4 separate regions of the Mus musculus genome follow, and regions 2, 3 and 4 are each linked to region 1. The links are chromatin contacts, called in public HiCAR-type and promoter capture Hi-C maps. All regions are on one chromosome and are shown on one strand. Each heading gives the region's core, a stretch centred on a gene start, on an enhancer-like site or on the middle of the called end of the contact. The rest is flanking DNA. Distances are from core to core; before and after follow the strand shown.

Region 1 (5,051 bases), core at 843-3,342:
CTAGAAACTCGTGACCTACTTTTCGAGCACACTACACTTCCCTGTGTACTACGCGAGGGCCCAGCCAGATAGACCGCGCATGCCCCGCTCTAGGTCCTGGCCAAGGGTCCGAAGCCCAGGAAAAGTTTCCGATGCACATGCGCACTGCAGCGAGTGGGTGCCCCCCCCCCCCCATCACCAGAGACGTTTGGCATAAATCTGCCCATAAGGCCTCTCACCGGGTATCCTTTCTCCCCACGTCCTTGTTCAGGCTAGACTCCAATAACTCCCCTTTTCTTTCATGACCTCCTAAGCTTACTGAATCAGGGCTCTGCAACTAAGGGGTTTTTCCTAGATGAACCAGGTGGGCTGGAATGGATAGAGCCACCGCTCCGGCCCCAGCCTCTGGATCTCAAAGGAGTGTCGCTGTCTGTGGTAGATGTAGGAGCAGTGTATTCAAGAAGAAACGAGCCCTTTTCACCTAATACTCAGTAGGCTCTGCTCCAGCACCTCCACAGCCAGGAAGGGAATGGCAAGCATTAGATCCGATTCTCCAGTCTTGTTGGCCAAGCCAAAGAAATTCCTAGTAGAGCTGTGAGGAGGCACCCGGTCGACAATAAAGCCCGAAGCCGGTAGTGCCCAAGCCTTACCCCACTTTTAATACAAATCTGAGAAACCAGACCCAGGTAAAGGAAATGGGGAAAGGTTCCCAGGCAGGCAAGCAAAATCCGTACATCTGAAACCCGGGCATCATCCAATATTCAGAAAGTCTGAGTCTCCTCCCCATTACAAGGCCTACCCTAGGACCAGACTTACCAGATCCTCAGCAACCCTCCCCGGCAGGGTGTTAAACCTCCCTAATCCTGCCTCCCACACCAGCTGTTTTCCCCAGTGCTTAAGTGAGGCATTGGGGGTAGGCGCTCAGGCAAGCAACAGGATTTTTATTGTTGTTAAGAAATCAAAGAGAAACCAAACCCACTCCCAGGCCAGGGTGGATAGGTTAGGGTGGATGGGGGGGGGGGGGGTAGGTTAGACACCGAACTGGCACCGGAAACCCTGTCTGCTGATCCCAAAGCCTGCTGTGTGAAGTTCTGGTTGCTCCCAGGGGAGGGGATGGCTTTTCCCTTTTCCCTCCTTAGATTTTTGGTCAAGGGCGGAGTACATCCCCCTCAGACAGAAGGGGAAGTTTAGGAATAGAAGAGATCAGACACAATTAATACACTATCCGACAGGCTCTTTGGGTACTTTTTTTTCCGCCTACACAAGTATATAAAGAGCTCAACCTGCAATGAGTTCTTGCTCGGCAACCCAAGGGCACTCTCCACTAACCGGCCCTGTCACCAAGAAGGGGATGTCCAAATTTCCCATCTCACAGGTTCCAAAGGGACAGAAACAGACTGTGTTAATAATCACCACCCCGCACACGTGAAAAGCAGCCGAAAAATAAAGATAGAATCCCCTCCCTTCCCATAATTTATTTAACTCTGGCCAGAGTTTGGTTTCTGGGGGGGGGGGGCAAGGAAAACATAACGAGTGAGGCGTGAATAAATGGGGAAGGAGGTCAAGGAGGAAACGCTCTCCGCTTAGGAGAGGGCCGCACTCGAAACTAGGTACCCCAGGATCAAAGAGAGTGATGGAGAGCGAAACAGGGGCGGATCCGGAGAGGGGCAGCAGGGGAGTGGACCAGTGTGGGCGTCCCCCGCCCGCAAGCCCGCGCACTCACTCGGGTCTCCACGAAGGGTCCGCTCTGCAGGCCGCGGGACGGAGGTCTCTCTCCCAGCTTCCCGGGCACCGCGAGGCTGAGGGCCACGGTGTCCTTTTACGTCGTTTGAGGGTAGAGAGGGACGAGGACCGAGCTCATGTGATTCTTTCCGCTGTTTTTGGAGGTCGAGCTCGGCGGCGACGGCGCGGGGATGGCGGACCCGAGGATGGCACCCGTCACGCGGTGGATGGAGGCCAGCCCTGGATGTACTCGTCTGGCAGGTCCTGTCCTTCTGGCCTCTCGGTTCCCACGACACTCAGTCTCAACGACCTGCACCTTCCCGCGCCTGGGCCCGAAGTGAGCAAAGTCAATGAAAAGTTTCACCCTCAGCAACCCTGCGCATGAATCTGCTTTCCCCACCCCTGCGTGATGCGTCCCTCCGCCCAGCCGGGGCGGGGCCGGGACTACTTTTCCTCCCTTGGCATCTTTAACCCCTCGCAGCCCAGTCGTAGGTTGGGATTCCAGGTTCTGCGGGAAGTGTAATAGCGATCTTCTCACCTTGTCTCCTCTAGACCCCTCCCTGCCACGTCCTCAGCGGGGCTGCTCACCCTCGGAATCCTTCTGAGCGCCTTAGCGCCGGATTTCTTCTCTTAAGACTCCAAAGCAGTCTGAGCTCGCCATGTACGTTTTTTTCTTTTTTTTTTAAACCGGTGTAGACCAACCCCGGGGAGGGTAGGGACAGACCTGGAACACAACAGGCCATTAGGAAGTAGCCTGGGACACAGTGGCTGTTGCTGGCATCACCGGGGCCCTGAGAACTCCAAACCCTAGCCCCAGCTCTCAAAGTTCCCTAAGACCTAGACGGCATGACTCTTCAGTTCTGACGGTCCCCGTGACTTGAACTCCCCGGTTCCGATTTGTTCATTCTGAATTTGGGGAGACAGTGGCACGATGCCACCTCCAGGAAGGTTCTGGATCTGAGTGTAGGCTAACCTGAGTTTACCAGTGTCGCCCTCCTGGTGGGGACGTGGAAGATCGAAGGGAAGGGAAGGGTGCAAGAAGATCGAGGGTTAGAAAAAAGAGCGGAGCACCGGTTAGTCATGCACTCCCAGCCCGGAAAGTTGGGTCCCAAACACCATAATAGGGCTGGCCACGCGCGACCGCCGCCCCTCTGCTGAGGTCCTCGAGCTCTCTGGAGCAGGTTACCCACGCACAGGAGAGCATGAGAGCCGCGCTCCTTCTAGCAATAGTCGCAGAAGAAGCGCCAGCCCTGGCAAGGTGAGCAGGGTGTTCATTAAGCCCGACAGCACCCGGCGGCGGCGAAGCGAGGCGCACCCGGGCCCGGATTTTGGTCACGCTTTTTCTACTCTGTGGCTTTGTGACAGTGCAGGCTCAGCGATGAGGGGGTCTAGGATCTGTGGCGGGTTGAAACCCTAGGAGAACTGGACTATCAGACTAGGCTGGAGGACCGCTGGCCTTGTGTACAGTTCCCCTAGCCCCCGCCTTAGTTCGCCTATTTTCCAATTCAACAACCCCTCCTCTTCTTCTTTTTTTTTTTTCTTGGGGGGGGGGGTTCGAGACAGGGTTTCTCTGTATAGCTCTGACTGTCGTGGAACTCACTTTGTAGACCAGGCTGGCCTCGAACTCAGAAATCAGCCTGCCTCTGTCTCCCGAGTGCTGGGATTAAAGGCGTGCACCACCACGCCTGGCCAACCCCTATTCTTTATTCACGTTCCTGAAGGTTCCGGTGCAACGGCAGTCTCCGAACCCACGTGGGGCGGTGAGATCGGAAAGTTTCCAGTTACGAACTGTGTGCGTTTTATTTTCCTTGATCACGTAGGCAAGAGCAGAGATCAACGGAGGTATAGAGATTTAAATACGCTTTCCTAGACAGGAGGAGAGAAATGCCGGGCGGGAGGGCAAACTCCGCGGTGCCAGGATGGCAGGAGGAAACCTAAGCGCGTGTGTCCCATCCCCCACAATCCGAGCTGGACAGCCCGGGGGCTTCTCCTGGGACTACTTGTGCGTCAGCAAGCGTCATACATGCCCCTCTTCACTTCACCCTTCCCTTTTAGCAGCCCTGCCCCCACCCCCCCACCCCCAGTGTTCCATCTAATGCCATGAGACCGCCCACAAGGATGAAAGCTAAAAATAAAACAGATATGTTAGCAACAGCCCTCCCATTGGCCGTCAAGCAGAGAGAGACGTCTGATTGGGTTTTAGATACAGCTTCTGGTAAGCAAACGTTTGTACCCTTTGGTATCGCAAGGGAAGCTGGTATTTGTAGTCTATCATTAGAGGCGGCCATAGAAATAGGTGGGTTTATATCCCGGTTCTGCCACCCACTGTGTGTTTTCGATTTAATGCAACAAATATTCTTACGTTGACAAACACGATTATTCATTTCTAAAAACATGGAAATCTTGTGATTAATCAATATTGTGTGTGAATCCTGCTTCAAATAGGTCAGTCTCCCTCTCTGAAAAAATACCTGAATTTGCAAAACAGTTTATATTTTTCATCATGAAAAATTAGCCAAATTGCAGCCTATAAACACTAGTTGGTGAGCATTTCCCAATGAGAAATATTCCAAGACAGAATGATGAAAAAGGTTAGGATGAGCTGGAACAAAGAGTATCTCAAGGAAATGCTTATACAGATTTTAAAAAAGAAAATGCAGATACAAGTGGAAGACCTTGAGTCTCTGTGTATTCGTGCTTTTATTTGAATCAGCCTTGGGCAGGTTTACACACAACAAAAAACCTGAAAAAAATCCTGTCTCCTTAGTAAATGGGAGTTTTGAGGAAAGGTTGAGCCTATAAATAGGAAAGGATAAAATAGAGCGAGGCGATCATCCTTAATTACTGCTGCCTCAAGTTATGTGGTAAGGAGGAATCTTCTTCTCTTCCCCAATGTGTAATTTCATCTTGCCAGGGCTTAATTGTAGACTGAATTACTACTCCAGCATTCCAGAGTCCCCTCCTATTTGAGTAAACACGTCTTGTGAAAGGTTGGCACCGGGCTTTCACCAGGCTTTCACAGAGGCCAGCCCTGGCGACTGCAGGGTGGGAACAACTTCCCCTCTCAGAGCAAAGCAAGTCCTGCCAGATATTTTGGCGCTAGGGACAAGCAGAGCTGCTCATGATTGGCTCAATTAACCTGAGGCGAGTCACAACTTCATACACACAAACTGAGGTGAAAATGTTAGATTGTTTCTTCAAAGTTACCCAATAGTATCGTGGTTGGATTCTTCCCATCTTCTGCCACCGATAGCAGAAGAAAGGACAGTCAGTGACAAAATCTGAGTGTGGGAAAGAGACTCTAAGTCCATCCTGGTAAAAAAGAGAACAAAACTTTCTTTTGTTTTTCA
Region 2 (5,051 bases), core at 663-3,162, 2.3 Mb before region 1:
ATTAAAGGCATGAGCCACCATGCTCTGCAAGATCTCATTTCCTTATTTCCTGTAAACCACTAGAAAATTGGAGAAATTTCAAGTTATTTTAAAGAATTTCATTTCAAGACCTGCCAATATTGGGAGAGGTAGCAGGAACCCCACAAGGTAATCCCCTCTTCTGTTAGAACCTGGTGTGGTGGCCTACACCCGTGTTTCTGAACTTGGGGACACTGAGGACACATTCCAGGACAACCGTTAGACTAAGCTTCATGGCCCTGAGACAAACCCACCCTGCAGTGATCATGGCCAGAAATTTTACTGGAATTCTTTGGGTATCTACATTCAGTAGGCAGAATTTGGGTGACTTATTAATACCACTGCTAAACCAGCACAACTAGAAAGAAAAACATTCAACTGAGTAGACCCACCAAGACCTTTAAAAGGCCTCTGGCTTTTCAGTGCAATACTACAGTGAGCCAGGCCTTCTCATTTGACTACTTTACTCCACTTGCAAATGAAGCAACTGATACAAGTCTAAAACACTTCTAGAAATAACCAGTTTTCTTTTGTTTTCAATCTGTAATAATGGCCAAAACCCAATCTTTAGGAGATTTTAAGGCTAAGTCTAATAAGGATAATAATGTGGCTCCTATGTGTTATTTCCACTGGGCTTGCTTATAATCCCAAACTGCTTGGATCTTGAATAATGACCTAGGACAGAATAAAGCTTCTACAATTACGATTCCTTTACAAGGCTTATTCTGATTTTTTTTTCTTTCTACCACTGCCCTCACTTTGAACTCTGCTAACTGTTCTCTTGTTCTGATCTGTGTAGCCCAGGCTAGCTTTGAACTCCAAGCCTGACTCAGTCTCTAGTGCAGGGTGTGCCACCTCAAGGAGTTCTCTTGATTTCAACAGGCTTTGTTAGTTTCAAAAAAAAAAAAAAAAAGTCACCCGCAATTTGGATCTTTTGGAAAGCAACTCCAGCACTTCCCATTCCAATCTGATTCCACTTAACCAAAAATATAACAGAAAGGGAGTAAAACCTAGTTTAAAACCAAAAAAAGGCCTTTTCGACTCCAGTCCCTCTCTAACAGGGATGGCTAACATAGCGGAAAAGAAACGATCTCAAGCAGCTTTTCCTAGATTAAAACTTGAGCATCCGGATCCTCCCCCAGACAGACACTGCGGCCGGCCTGCAGGGATCAAATGATCAGCGAGCGGGCCAAGAGAGGCGACAAGGCTGGCCTGCCACTTCCGAGCCAGGATCGCGGTCCGCAGAGACGTCCGCCCAAGCCTGAGGCCTGCGCGCCGCCGCCATTGTACGGCGCGAGCCTCAGGGCTCTGCGGGCCACCCCGCCCCCCGCCCGCACCTCCCCCTTACCCTCCACGGTCCCTGTCACGATCCCGATCCCCAAAGCCGCCTCCACGCATGGTCCCAAACGGATAAAGATCTGGGAGCGGGGCACGGATGACCGAGCTCGGGAGGGCCTGCGGCTCGGGTCTAGTGATGACCGATGGCGGCGGCGGCGCCTCCGCTGTTGGGGCGGCGGCAGGCGCGGCGCTGTCTCGCTCCGACGCGCTGTCTCCCGTCGCAGACGCCACCGTCGCCGCCTCTCTCGTCGGAGACGGGAGCACAACTCAGAGAATCGGGGTTGTTAGGACAGTCGGGAGGTCTGGTCCCGCTCAAACCGGGCGGTGCCACGGTTGAGGCGTCTCCCTTCCTTCCCAGCAACTGCACAAAATGGCGGCGGCCGCGGAGACCGCTCCAACTTAACGCTACGCACGGCCCAGACGCTACGTAAACAGCGTCTGGAGGGCTCCGCGCGACGCCACGGACATTCTCGGAACCGCTTTACGTCGGTGACGGAGATGGGGGCCCTGGTCGGCCCACCTTAAACAAGGCAATGTGCGCAACCGGCGTAGGGTTCTCGCACCGCCAGCTCTAGAACGTTGGCTGGGGGTGGGGCGAGCCGTCGGCACGACGTCACAGTGTTGGCGTCGTTGGCCCGCCCACTATTGCGGGTCAGCGCAGTCTTCGTAGCGCATTCTGTTTCGAGAATGGACTTTTCCCGGCATTCCGAGCTCAACCCGGCGCTTGAGGCCGGCCTTGTGCAGACATAATGGTAGCACTCCACGTAGCCTTAGTCAGACTTCCGGGTCTCTGGGCAGTAGAACCCAGAGAGTCTTGAGGCCGCTTTCTTGGTTCCAACGTCCCAACGCCGTGTGCCCCAAGCTGGCCACACAGCCCGGCGCCATTTCTTTCCCGTCGCTTTTCGCCGCGCTGGCGCCGCAGCCATGTTGGATGCGTCGTGTCGCTCTCTTTCAGCGGCCAACAGCCTGGCTGGGCCAAAAGACACCCTGTGTTTCCCGCGTTTCTTACTGAGGTGCTATTTTCCGAACAAAGGGTTGGCACCTTTTCCTCTGGCCGTAGTTGACGCAGAGGCCACACCTTCCCAGAGTCCTTTCTGAGGTGGGCGCCTTGGACCTTAGCCACCATGAAAATGGGTGCCTTACCCGGGTGCCCCACTGCAGAAGCGGTGGGTTTGACAGGCTAGGATTTGCAAACCCTATCCGGGGAGGGCAGGCTGGGCTAGGCCGCCGGTGCCACCCAACTCCTAGATTGCTTTCTTTGGCTCGCCATCCCTGCGCACTGCCAAGCCACACAAACTTGGACATAGTTGCTTTACTAAATTGTGGAACTGCTGGGTTCCTTGAGACCTCTAGGCTCATTTCTACCGCCGCGGAGAATGGAGGCCGGCAGACTGGAGGCTTAGTCTTGTCTCATGTCCTGAGTGTTGCTTAGGTTAGGAAAGCCAGGAGAGTAAAGAGGCGTCTTGAGAAACGGTTCATTTGTCACTTCGGCCATGGAGAGCCAGGCATTGTGCTAGTTGCTGGGACACTGGGGATCCAACACGTTCCTTGGCACAGAGCTTTATTCTCTAGAGACGGAGAGGAGACAGATGACAAATGTGTATGTTAGACTTTTGCTGACTTGGAAAAGAAAATGGTGTTGAGGCTGTGGAACAGTGCTTGCTGACCGTGACTGAAGCCCTGGATTCAACACCCAGCACCTCCAAGAACAACAGCAAAAAAACACTAAAGGGAAGGCCATACTTTAATTCCAGCACTCGTGGGTGAATCTCTTGAGTTAAACGCCAGCTTGGTCTACCAAGTGAGTTCCAGAATAGCCAGGGTGACACAAAGAAACCCTCTCTCAAAAACCAACCAACAAACACCAAAGAAACAAAAACAAGAAAGGGGCTAGAGACAAGTTGAGGAAACGGGATGACATCGGGTGCTCTCAGAAGGCATCCCCCATCTATCAAATGACATTTGAGCTGAGGTCTCAACTAAGGTCCTTGCTGCCAAGGGGGAAGATCAATTATGCAAAGCCTGAGTCCAAGAAGATGGAAGCTACTTAAAGAGCTTGGTTTCCTTGAAGGTGAAAATGTCTGGTTTAAAGTAGCGGCATAAAGAAGGACCCCTTTGACTGCAGTGCAGAGAATCAACTGAGAGGCAGCTAAGGCAGGAACAGTTAATCTAGTGAAGGCCCAGTGTACTGTCTCTTTTCTTTAGTCTCTCTGAGTTCTAGGCCAGTCTGGTCTACATAGTAAGACAGACAGAGCTACAGTGTGAGACCCTTTGGACGTGGCTGGGTACTGAAGTCCAGGCAGGAAATGGTGGGACTTGGTGCAGGTTATTACTGCTGAGAGAAATGGTTCAGTTGTGTGGCTGGAGCCAGTGATTTGCTGGTGGTTGGAGAACCAAAGGTTAAGAGTGGTTCCTGGTGTTCCCTAGGAGACAATGGATAATGTATGGAGGTGTTAACAGTCTATACCCTAAGAAGACAAGTTAGGCACTGTGATGGTTTGTACATGCTTGGCACAGGGAATGGCACTATTAGGAAGTATGGCCCTGTTGGAGTATGTGTGTCACTGTGTTTGGGCGTGGGCTTAAGACTCTCACCCTAGCTGCCTGGAAGTCAGTATTCTCCTAGCGGCCTTCAGATGAGATGTAGAACTCTCAGCCCACCCTGCACCATGCTGCCTGGATGCTGCCATGCTCTGCCTTGATGATAATGGACTGAACCTCTGAACCTGTAAGCCAGCTCAATTAAATGTTGTCCTTATAAGAGTTTCCTTGGTCATGGAATCTGTTCACAACAGTAAAACCCTAACTAAGACAGGCACCCATCCCGAAGAAGTCAAAAGGGACAAATGAATCATTAAAAAGGAAAATGTGGGCTGGTGAGATGGCTCAGTGGGTAAGAGCACCCGACTGCTCTTCTGAAGGTCTGGAGTTCAAATCCTAGCAACCACATGGTGGCTCACAACCATCTGTAACAAGATCTGACGCCCTCTTCTGGATTGTCTGAAGTCAGCTACAGTGTACTTACATATAATAAATAAATAAATAAATAAATAAATAAATCTTTAAAAAAAAAACAATTAAAACCCATTTAAAAAAAAAAAGGAAAATGTATTCAGTGTGGCTACTTTGAGAAGATACACTGAATTTCTGTGCCCTTCTTTCCTATCTAACCACATTCAATACATCTTTTCTGCATTTGCTTCTTTTTAACCAGAGACGGTACCCCTAAGAAGAAAAACTGGGTAACCAGCCTTCTTACTGTCATGACATAAAGGAGGGAGACATCTAGAGAATGAAGGCCAGAGATGCCGACCCCCTCTAAGTGTGCACTGTCAGCACCCAGATAAAGTCTGTCTATAATTTATGTGCATTGACATTTGCCTGCATGCAAGTCTTTGTGAGGGAGTCAGATCTCCAGGACTGGAGTTACAGGTGTGAGCTGCTGTGAGGGTAGGTGCTATAAACTGAACTCTGGTCTTCTGGAAGAATAGTGCTCACTCTGAACTAACTAGCCGTCTGGCAAGTGCCAAAGCTTATGGATTTTTGTAAACACAGAGTTCCACTCGATAAAGAGGTCGGAGACCAAGGAAACCAAACTCTTGGCATTAGTGAAAACGTGCTTAGCTCAGTCCACCTCCCCTCCCTCTTTAAATCTAGGAAACAGCTGTTGTGTGCACTCACTGTTCGAGGCATGT
Region 3 (5,051 bases), core at 1,391-3,890, 2.2 Mb before region 1:
GGCCAGTACCGTTTCTTGCCTCCTGCTCTTACCCTCACAGGCCAAGCAGCAGGAGATGAGAAGAGGCAGGTGCATCTCAGGGCTTCTCCTTGTCCTCCTACCCATTCCCCAGAATGGCTGGAAAATTACACTATGTTCTAGACTCTGATGATGCTGTCAGGAAGCTTCCAGCTTTAGCCGAATGCTATTACTCACACCTAATGGGACAACTGAGTAGTTTCTAAAGAGGAATGTTTAAAATACACACATCGCTCCGGGCTGAATTCTCCCTCCTACCATTTAAGGATACGTGTGCTCTGGGGCCCGGTAAGCTTTCTACTGCCGTTGTCTGCAGAGGAGGGAAAGCAAGCTTCATTGAAAGCCGCGCTATGGCAAGCACTGTGCCAAGTGCTGGGGGTGGATGCGTGGGAGCTGAGGAGCCCTTCCCCTTGGGGCATTGTGGCAGCTGGGACTGCCGATCCCCTGCTCAGAGTTAGCATTTGATAGCATGTGAAATGCAGACTGCGGTACTGGTCCTCCGTCACCATCAACGTCGAGCCACTCGGTGACTATTTACTGAGGACTTCCCACAGACTAAAAAGTGTGCTCCAACTGGGCACAGGATGGTAAACTGAGCCAGACTGGATCCATAGCCCTAGTGGGGCTATTGAGGTAGACTTGTAAAATTAAAATAAGTACATAATTATAAAGTATAATTCATCAAAATTCTGTATGTAATGATGAATTATATAACTCATGACTGCTTCCAAAGAAAGTACATAGGGTTATGAGGTGACAGTGTGGTTTTGGGTATTTGTTGTTGTTGTTTTTGTTTTTGAGACAGTGTCTCACCATGACGTAGCCCTGGCTGGCCTGGCACTTGCTATGTAGTCCGAGCTGGCCTCCAACTCACAGAGCTCCTCCTGCCTCTGCCTCTGAAGTGCTGCAACAGTTTGTTCTGACCTAGTTACGGAGGTCAAGGTGCTGAAGGAAGAGCAGGAGTTAACTGGCTGATGGGGAGAAGAAACAGCTCCCAGACAGAGGGCAACGAGGCTGGAAGGAAAACACTCCTGGATGCTGCCCAGCCCCACGGCCACTAGCCACACACCAAAACAAAAGTTCTGAAATTTGGTTAGCGTGACTAAAGAAATTAATAACCAATACATGGTAAAAATTTAAAATATTTGTTTATTCGTATTTTGGACAAACCGAGTTAAGTGCAACAATAGTCAAGTTAATTTAATCTGTTTTGAATTGACTTGTTAAAAAGCCTAGGGCCGGGTATGGAGCACTAGCCTTTAATCCCAGCGCTCTGGAGAAAGAGGCGGGAGGACTTTTGTAAGTTGGGAGAGCAGCCAGAACTACATATTGAGCCCCAGTCTCAAATATCAAACAAACAAAGCGGGGCTGGTGAGATGGCTCAGTGGGTAAGAGCACCCGACTGCTCTTCCGAAGGTCCGAAGTTCAAATCCCAGCAACCACATGGTGGCTCACAACCATCCGTAACGAGATCTGACTCCCTCTTCTGGAGTGTCTGAGGACAGCTACAGTGTACTTACATATAATAAATAAATAAATAAATCTTAAAAAAAAAAAAACAAACAAAGCAAAAGGGTAGGGGTTGAAGGCAGGCTGGGTGTGTGTCTGTAATTCCAGCACTGAGAGGCTGAGGCAGGAGGATGAGATAAGGAGTACCCAGGGAGACTTTATCTCAAAATACGAAAGGTGCTTCGGGGATAGCACCGGTAGAGGGCGCACAAGGTTTAATATCAAAAAGCTTCTAGAGCCTGGCGGTGGTGGCGGACGCCTTTAATCCCAGCACTTGGGAGGCAGGCGGATTTCTGAGTTTGAGGCCAGCCTGGTCAACAGACTGAGTTCCAGGACAGCCAGGGCTACACAGAGAAACCCTGTCTCGAAAAAAACAAACAAGCAAACAAACAAACATACAAACAAACAAACAAACAAAAAAACTTCTAGAATGATCGCAACTTTCAAATGTGTTCTGCTTTATGTTTCTGTAGCGGTTGCTACACTAGATATGGTTGATTTTGATGTGGAATTCTCTCTTCGAACGCTGTGTGGCAAAGGTGGAGGAAGACTGCTTGGAGCTGGGTCCTGTCCTTTATGGTGGGATGACCTCGTACACCCACTAGGCAGCCAAGAAACGCCTCCTGGATGGCCATTTCTTCATTTACCAAACCGAGCTACAATGTCCTTAGGACTTGAGGAATCCTGGAGCTGACTCTCCAGTTCTCTACCCCTTGTACACTGGGCAACCTTCCCTGGACCTCAGTTTCCCTTGCTTGTGGGAGTGTGGAGGAGGCAAGACTGGCAGGAGCCAGTTTGCTACTGGCAGGGAGTCGTCATATCTGTCCGTCTGTCTTACCTGAAAGCTTCGGCAGAAGCGTCAGGGCGGGTTCCGCCACCAGCCCCTCCAGTGACCGGACCAAGCTCCGGATGTCCGCCAGCATCCGCGGCCCAAGGGGCGCGGTTTGCTTTGTGGCCGGGGCGGGGGAGCTGCAGGTCGGTCCATTTTGCTACTGTGAGTCCAGCCTGGGTCACCACTTAACATTTTTAACACAACAAAGCAGCTTTCGGCCTGCTTTGTTGCCAAGGAAAACGATTACTATGACGACGGCGGCGCTGACCCGGGGACCAGACCAACGTATTTAGGGGGTCATGCCTCTCCCAGCCTATGCCACAAGGCATGTGTGTATCTCCAGAAGTCGTGCCCAAGGCATGTGTGTATCTCCAGAAGTCGTGCCCAAGGCTTTCTTCTATTCGTGAACCTTAGAGAGTCCGCAGGGGCTCCGCTGCTTCGCGGAGGCTCGTCTCGGAGCTGGCTCCCTCTGCATTCTCAGTGGTAGAAGCCAGAGAGGCTGCGCATGCGCACGATGGTTGCCCGGCGCCGGCCAATCGCGGTCGCGGCGGTTGACGCGGCCTGGGCAGATCCTTGCAGAAAGCTGCAGGCTAGCTCGGGATTCCGGCTTCGCAGACAGGTACCTCTGGGAGCGGCGGGCGGATATCCGTGCCAGTAGTGGTGGGTGGGATGCCCGGGTACCCCTGGAGAAGCGGGCAGGCTGGACCGTGGCATGCTCCGCGGGCACCTCTTGCGACGGAGACTCGGAGATGGTGTTTTGACCCCATCCTTTGAAGGTCTTCTCCTAACCCGTACAGAACTCTTTGGGTTTTGTGACCCGTGAGACTGGCTGGCTCTTAACTTTTTCGAGACACCTTTCCCTTTGAGAATCCAGTGAAAACCAAAGATGCTTCCTTCCTTTATTTTTTGTCAGAATGAAGAGAATGTATTTTATAGCCTGATGCAAACTAAAGCTTCGCACAGTAAGTGCATTTCCCTGTAAAGGGGGACAATTTGATCTACTTCTCAGGGTCATGGTGAGCATCAAATGTCCCAACAGTTTGTAAACATGAAAGCACTCTTAACCTACGAGCTGCAGGCTGTTATCATTCGTGATTATAAATAAGGGACGTCACTGGCCGGAGAAATGGATCAGAGTCTCAGAGAACTGGTTGCTGTTGCAGAGAACTGGGATTCGATTCCCAGCTCACAAACGCCAGTAACTCTAGTTGTAGAATCTGCAGACACAAGGCACGACCATGGTATCCCAGGCAAAACACTCAGACACATTAAAAACAACAGCAAACAAAGCCTTTGAGGCCCTTGGGGGATGATAAAACGTTGGACTCCCCAGAGGGTGAGCAACAGGGTTGGTTGGGAACCAAGTGCAAACCTTTAATTTTCTTGGCCCATAGTCTTCTATGAGAGAGCTTCCCTAAAGAACCCTAGGATACCTTGAACGGTGTGTGTATGTGTGTGTGTTTAAAAAAAAAAATCTGTGAAGGGGACTAGAGAAAAGGCTCAGTGAATGTGGGTACTTGCTGCTCAAGTGTGAGACCATGGATTCAAGTCCCCAACATCTCAGTTAAAAGCCTACCACAAGCCGGCGCGTGGTGGCACACGCCTTTAATCCCAGCACTCGGGAGGCAGAGGCAGGCGGATTTCTGAGTTCGAGGCCAGCCTGGTCTACAAAGTGAAGTTCCAGGACAGCCAGGGCTACACAGAGAAACCCTATCTCGAAAAACCAAAAAAAAAAAAAAAAAAAAAGCCTGCTACAAGCTCGGACCCCTGCAATGCTAACACTGTTGGTGGCGGAGACAGGATTGCTTGTGCTCGCTGGCCGCCAGTCTAGCTCCAGGTTCAGTGAGAGACCCCATCTAAAGGGAATGCAACAGGACACCTGACGTCCCCCCTCCAGACTCCGAATCTGCACACAAATATTAATAAAGTGGATACACACACACACACCTACCTGCACATATGCATGCATTCAGCACATAAACACATAATTGGAAAAAAAAATGTACCATGAAGCCTTGTGGTTTTATGACTTCTCTCTACTTGTTTTATTTAAAAAGCTGACCTCTTCCCCGAGCCTAAGTGATGTTACTGATTTTATGAGCATTGCAGGACGTTGTGCTGTGACTAAAGCTAGTGTGCCGGTGAGTGTCGTGATACTTATCGAGACTGTGATAAGTACCGCTCTGCATCCGGGAGTGAAATCCGGGTGTCGCTTCATGGCTTTAGGATGCCATCCAGGCTGAAGTTCCCGTACTTGGTGATGTTCTTACTGGCCAACGGGAATGGTAGAAATTTCCTCCCTGGCTCCACACTGTGATGCTGGCGAGGCCAACTCGTGACAGAGTTGCCTGAGGTTAGCATCACTGTGAAGCCACACAAACTTTGGTTCCAATGCCCGTTCCCACCAAAGACCTTGGCTTTCCAAATGGGGTGACTAGGAGAGGCATGTCGAGGGGCAGTTGTGAGTGAAATGGGTTTATGCAAAGGCCTTAGCCTATACTGCCTGGCACATAAGAAGCACCCAGCACATGGAAGCTCCTTCCAGAACTATTAGGACCTCAAGCCTTCTTTTGCTGTTCTGTATAAATGGATAACTCTTCCCAGTAGGTACTGCGGTAATTGGCAATCATCAAGGTGTAAGATGTTCTAATGGATAGAGAACAGTGAAATGAGGTCGCTGATCTGTTTGACT
Region 4 (5,051 bases), core at 1,160-3,659, 2.2 Mb before region 1:
AGAAGTAGCCTGGGCTCTCCTTTCTGTCACATGACTGGGTGGTGGAAGACACCTTTTCTTACCCCCAGAGCTTCGTCTTCTGAGGACTGAGCTGTACTTACAGAGAGCAAGTGGCACATCGGCCCTGCTGCCCTCTGATCTTTCACTGGCACTAGAAAGTAATTACTCTCACTGTAGTTCTGTAAGAGCACTCAGGATACAGCTCTTCTCAGAGACTCCTGTAGTTCTTTCAAGTTAAGTGGTCCACACTTAGGCATACCAATCACCCCAAACATCCTAGCTGTACCGCATGTTCCTGTGCAGCTCCAAATGAGGACCTCAGTGTATACCACTTACAGCATCCTTGAGCTCTCTCTGTCCTGAGGTCTTTTCCAGTTGGAGGGGTAAGACAGGCTCACTGTCAAAGCTGCTATGAACTTCTGTCATGTTGCTGGGTCCAGTCAGACACTATAGAACTAACTCTCAAGGCCCTTCAGAAAGCAAAGCAACGGGCATAAAACTGTACCCTGGACCACTTGTAGAGTGGCATATTTGTTCTACAGTCTTTTAGGGACACACTTTTAGGGACTGCACTTAGGACCCCCTACGTAATGTGCAAGCATTCTTATCACTGAACTTCACACCAGCCCCACTAAAGTTATCACACAGCAGGAGAGAGCTGGAGTCTGCTCTAATCGCAGCGTAGCTGGTTCAGAAGCTACTCTGAACAAATTACTTGACCTTTCTATTCATTTCTCTATCAGTAAAACGAACTGTGAGGAAGTCACACAGAACAAATGAAGGACACACCATGGGCAGGCAGCACATGGCCCCAGAACAGCTAAGCATTGTGGGTATACTTTTCTTGAGATTTCCACCATGTCCCACCTTTGGTAACAGATGGCTGAATGTGGATGTATTTTGTATCCCTCCTAGATTGTAAACTCCTTGGTGGCAGGTCTGTTAGGGAGGCAATAGAGCAGTGACCACCAGTGGAGATAGGACCCACTGAGCCCTGTCTTCATCACAAATGGGAATAACACATGCCACACGGAGTCCTCTGTCTGACTCCAGCCGTGGAGACAGCACAACTGAGGTTAGTCCACCACAGATGGACCATAGATGGTGACTACCTGCCTGCCATTTCTGTGTGCCTCATTCCTGCCCCCAGCATCTAAATTCCAAACCTGTAGGTTTGAAGGTTTCTGTCCCCGAGACACTGCACCACCCACACAAACTCAGAAATACCAAGAAGTGGGGGGGATCGAGATGCCAAGCAGGGGAGTCCTACCTCTGGAAAATCTCCTGCAGCGTTTCCCGCGTGAAGGCGTTGCTGTCCTGGAAGACGTTGTTGAGAGCATGAAGAGCACAGAGCTCCCTGCGCTGCTTCTCATGGTAGATTTGTGGGGGCGCTGCTTGGGGAAGGTCCGAGGATTCAGCTTTGGCCTTGTCTCCTTTCCATGGCACGCAACTCATGTTTTTCGATTTAGGTTCCAGGCAGAGCCGCTAAACACTCCGCTCCTTCCCTCCTGAGGAAAGTCTAGGTTTCTGTCTTCGGATTCCTGAGATTCACCTATTTATTCTCTGGTGTTCATGATTTATGCTTTGTCACTGGGAGGAAAGGTTGGAATCAAAAGGGACAAAAAAAAAAATCTACCTTTTTCTGTCTTCTCGATAGGAAAAAATAACTTTTGGATTAGTTTATTTAGCCAACACTTTCAAAGTGTAGAATTAACAAAGAAAAAAAAAACATATAAAACGTAGGATTCCTCCCTTTGGCTGCCGCCTTCCCCTCCCACCCCCTTTGGAAAAAAAGAAACACCACGCTTTCCTGGCCGTGTTTTCCTCTCTGCAGATGCCAACTAGGCCTCAATGCAGGAGGGCAGAACCGAAGGGGTCACATCGCTCCTTTTCTTCCATTTCGTCCGAATCACAACACCACAGGCTCCGAAGACCGGGTTGGGTGGCGGAGAAAAGGCCCAATGCCAAGAGCTAGCGAGGATCGGAGGGCGTGAGGTCGCGGGCCGCGCGGGGGCTCCGGGGATAGCGCTCCATGACCGCCAGCGGACTGGCGGACTCGGCCCAGCGGAGGAGCCGCTTCGCCTCGGCGCGGGAGGAGCCGCGGAAAGGGGAACGGCAGCCCGGGCGCCGCCGCGGGGAGGTCCCGCCTGGCCCGCGAGGGTGCGGCCGGACGCCTTGCCTCGCCCGGTGCAGCCTTGGCCCACCGGGCTGACCGTCCCCGCAGCGACCTCCTGCTGTCACGTGAGGCCAGTCCCGGGCTCCTTCCCGCTGCCTGCCCGGCGGGGACTGTTCGTCTCCCCGACGCCGCCACCTGGAGCTTGCGGGCCGCCACCTGGCCCACGCGCGGACAAGCAGGCGGCGGAGCGGGCGGGCACGCGCACCTGAGCCCGACGTCAGCGGCGTTCACTCCGCGCGCGCCCCAGACACGCCCCCGCGCTGACCCCGCCTGCCAACCTCGCGTCACCCCTGACGTTGTGTGACGTAGCCAACGCGGGCTGTTGGTCCGGTGGAGGTGCTTAGAGGTCGCGGAGCCGTTGTGCAGGGTTGTGGAGCTCCGCGGTAGCGGGGGAGGTCGACTTGTCGCTTCGCCGCAGCTCCGCCCCGGCGCCCACTCCCGCCTGGACGCCGCAGGGCCCTCCTCCCGGCAGAGTGCTTTCTTGAGCCCGGGCAGCGGCTGCCCTGGCCCACTTATGTTCATCAGATTTCCTAACACTTTACCGACGCGGTCGGGCGTAATCTTGGTTGGTGAACCCGACCGCCTCCAGTTTTCTTTGAGAGCTGAGGGCAAGACTCTCGCCGGGAGTCATATTTCAAATGGAAACCTGAGTTCTATTTCAGATCCTTGGTGTCGTATTCCAGTTCACTTCACACAAACCACTGCCCTTTTGATCAGCAACCTTCTCTTGATGGCTGTCACAAGCCTTCCTTTCTGTGTTTTCTTTTCCCTTCTGATCCTTCTTTTTAGACGTGTGTGTGTGTGCGCGTGTGTGTTCTCTAGTTCAGCTGGTCTCAAACTCATTACGTAACCAAGAATGTCCAATTTGTTCAGGGCAAGGGATCGAACCTTGGTAAATGCAAGACAAGCACTCTACCAACTAGAGCTCCGTATTTTGAGTTTAGCTGAGTACATTGTGTCCAAAGGCAGACTATTTACAGTTTCCCATGGGTTTAAATTAAGTCACTGTTTCTAACTTGCCTTCCTATCGGATTTTTGTTAGGGAAAACAACAGATTTGCACTTTCAAAGTAATGGTTTCTCTAATCCTCATGATCACCCCAATCAACAGTATTGTGCAACACATCTGAGAGATTACCACATGATAGGGCATCCTCTACCTAGACTACTTTTGAATTATCTTTTTGTGTGTGTGTGTGTGTAATGTGTAAACTACCAAACTGTTACAGTGTATTTACATAGGATTTATCTCCTAGGGACTTGCTGTTCAACCAGAATTATTGTAAACATCTATTAATTAACTGATGAGTAATTAATTATTGTTAAGCAAATTAGACTTTTTTTTTCTTTTTCAGGGAGAAAAATACAGCCCAAAGAAGTCGATCAAGTTGTTTGAAATCATTATGTCTATAGTGAATTAAGGGTTTGAGCTTGGACCAAATTGTTTTCAGAAAGAGAATGTAAAGATGATTAGGAATTACCTCTCAACTGTTACTTTTTATATTTATTCTCCAAAACATTCAATTCGAAAAGCAAGTATTCAGAATATATATCCTTTCTAGGCAAAGTCCTATAGTGAGAAGGACAGTCTTTCCCCCCAGCCAGATAGCAATGTATTCTGAAACTGAACTTTTTCTGGCCATACAATGCTAAATAGCAATCGAAGCAATAGAATTAATACAACTGTCACCTCTGATCACCCCCAGCCAAGCAGTGAGCAACCTCCAGTTGAATTCTTAATACTTGGGGATACTGTCAGAATCCACAGATATAGGGTTACGGTCCACAAGACTGCCTCTCACTTTAGGAGTCCGAATCTCTGGGTCTGGAGATATAGCTCAGAGTTTCAGAAGACCTGGGTTGGATTCCCAGTACCCTAATGGAGGCTAACAATCGTCTGCGACTCTAGTCCAAAAGGGTTCCGGTGCCCCATTTAGACTCTACAGGCCCTGCACAAAGGTGGCACACAGACATACACACACACACACACACACACACACACACACACACACCATTCATACAAAATAAAAACAAATCTCAGTAAAAAACCATTAAGGTCAGGTTTCCAGCAGCATCTGCTCACAGACTTGGTAGTACGTTAAAAATGAGGACAAGACTCTCCCCGAATTAGGTGACGGCTATATTGTACCCTTTTCCTTACTTACTATATACATCCTGTGGTCCAATCCCTAAATTTCTCGTACTTCCTCAGGCGGCTGCTCTTTTTTTTAATCTATTACCAGGAGGAGTGGCCAGGTCCAGCCAGCATAATTAGATCTTGGTAAAAAACAGAACTCACCTAATAGTCTAAATTTTTCAGACATTTGAAACGGGAATTTCAGGTACACGAACGGCGGGTTTTTTTTTTTTTTTTTGGACTGGGACTTTCCACAAGTGGCAACTGAAAAATAAGCCACAAGAAACTACCTTGACAGATCCTAGACCTGTGGCTCAGCTGTTCACCAAAAACGTGAGGGGATTTACGCTAGAGTTTGGGCTGTCAACATCTTTCTGTTCACTCAGTTGCTCTCCGAGGAGTCATGAATGGAACTCCCTGAGGTCAGCATTTAATTAATTGTCTTGGTCTGGCGGCTGTAATATTACCACTCCTGGAATACATAGCATCGATTCTACTATAAAAATTGCCTTGCGCATGCCAGCACGCCGGACACAGTGTTGCAGCAACTGCCTTCAATCATTCGGAGTGCCAGGCTCATTTCACAGTTTACTATCTGGGTATGCGGCGGCCAGACGCGCGGGACTTAGGGAGGACAAGATTGGGTCCCGCCCTTGTCCATCATTTTGAGAGGCTCCAGGCGGGACTGTTTTGCAGTATGATTTGGAGGCTGGCCCCGCCTCTGGAAAGTGAGGTGGGG

Evidence for each region. Promoter capture Hi-C pulls out the DNA fragments that hold promoters and counts their contacts. HiCAR-type assays count read pairs that join an accessible place to other places.
Region 2: a contact with region 1 is called in a promoter capture Hi-C map of pre-B cells, with 4 times the contacts expected there. The contact joins the promoter of Ddx17 here to the promoter of Tob2 in region 1. A contact is called at or near these places in 2 of 39 promoter capture datasets (liver and pre-B cells).
Region 3: a contact with region 1 is called in a promoter capture Hi-C map of hippocampal neurons, with 2.8 times the contacts expected there. The contact joins the promoter of Fam227a here to the promoter of Tob2 in region 1. A contact is called at or near these places in 2 of 39 promoter capture datasets (hippocampal neurons and pre-B cells).
Region 4: a HiCAR-type map of astrocytes shows a contact between it and region 1, with 3 times the contacts expected there. The contact joins the promoter of Josd1 here to the promoter of Tob2 in region 1. A contact is called at or near these places in 1 of 39 promoter capture datasets (hippocampal neurons), 1 of 484 Hi-C or Micro-C datasets (CD8 T cells) and 1 of 115 datasets of contacts at active chromatin or transcription factors (astrocytes).

The regions. Positions count from the first base shown.
Region 1 is chr15:81,856,234-81,861,284 of GRCm38.p6, forward strand. It overlaps Tob2 (transducer of ERBB2, 2), which reads right to left and starts at 2,093. Exons shown (of 2, transcript NM_020507.3): 1 at 1,703-2,093.
Region 2 is chr15:79,544,829-79,549,879 of GRCm38.p6, forward strand. Ddx17 (DEAD box helicase 17) reads right to left here and starts at 1,913. Exons shown (of 13, transcript NM_001040187.1): 1 at 1,367-1,913. The coding sequence starts at 1,416.
Region 3 is chr15:79,656,316-79,661,366 of GRCm38.p6, forward strand. Fam227a (family with sequence similarity 227, member A) reads right to left here and starts at 2,641. Exons shown (of 18, transcript NM_029407.1): 1 at 2,366-2,641. It overlaps Cby1 (chibby family member 1, beta catenin antagonist), which reads left to right and starts at 2,912. Exons shown (of 5, transcript NM_028634.3): 1 at 2,912-2,978.
Region 4 is chr15:79,685,463-79,690,513 of GRCm38.p6, forward strand. It overlaps Josd1 (Josephin domain containing 1), which reads right to left and starts at 2,410. Exons shown (of 4, transcript NM_028792.3): 1 at 1,271-2,410. The coding sequence starts at 1,455. It also overlaps a transcript of Gtpbp1 not described here.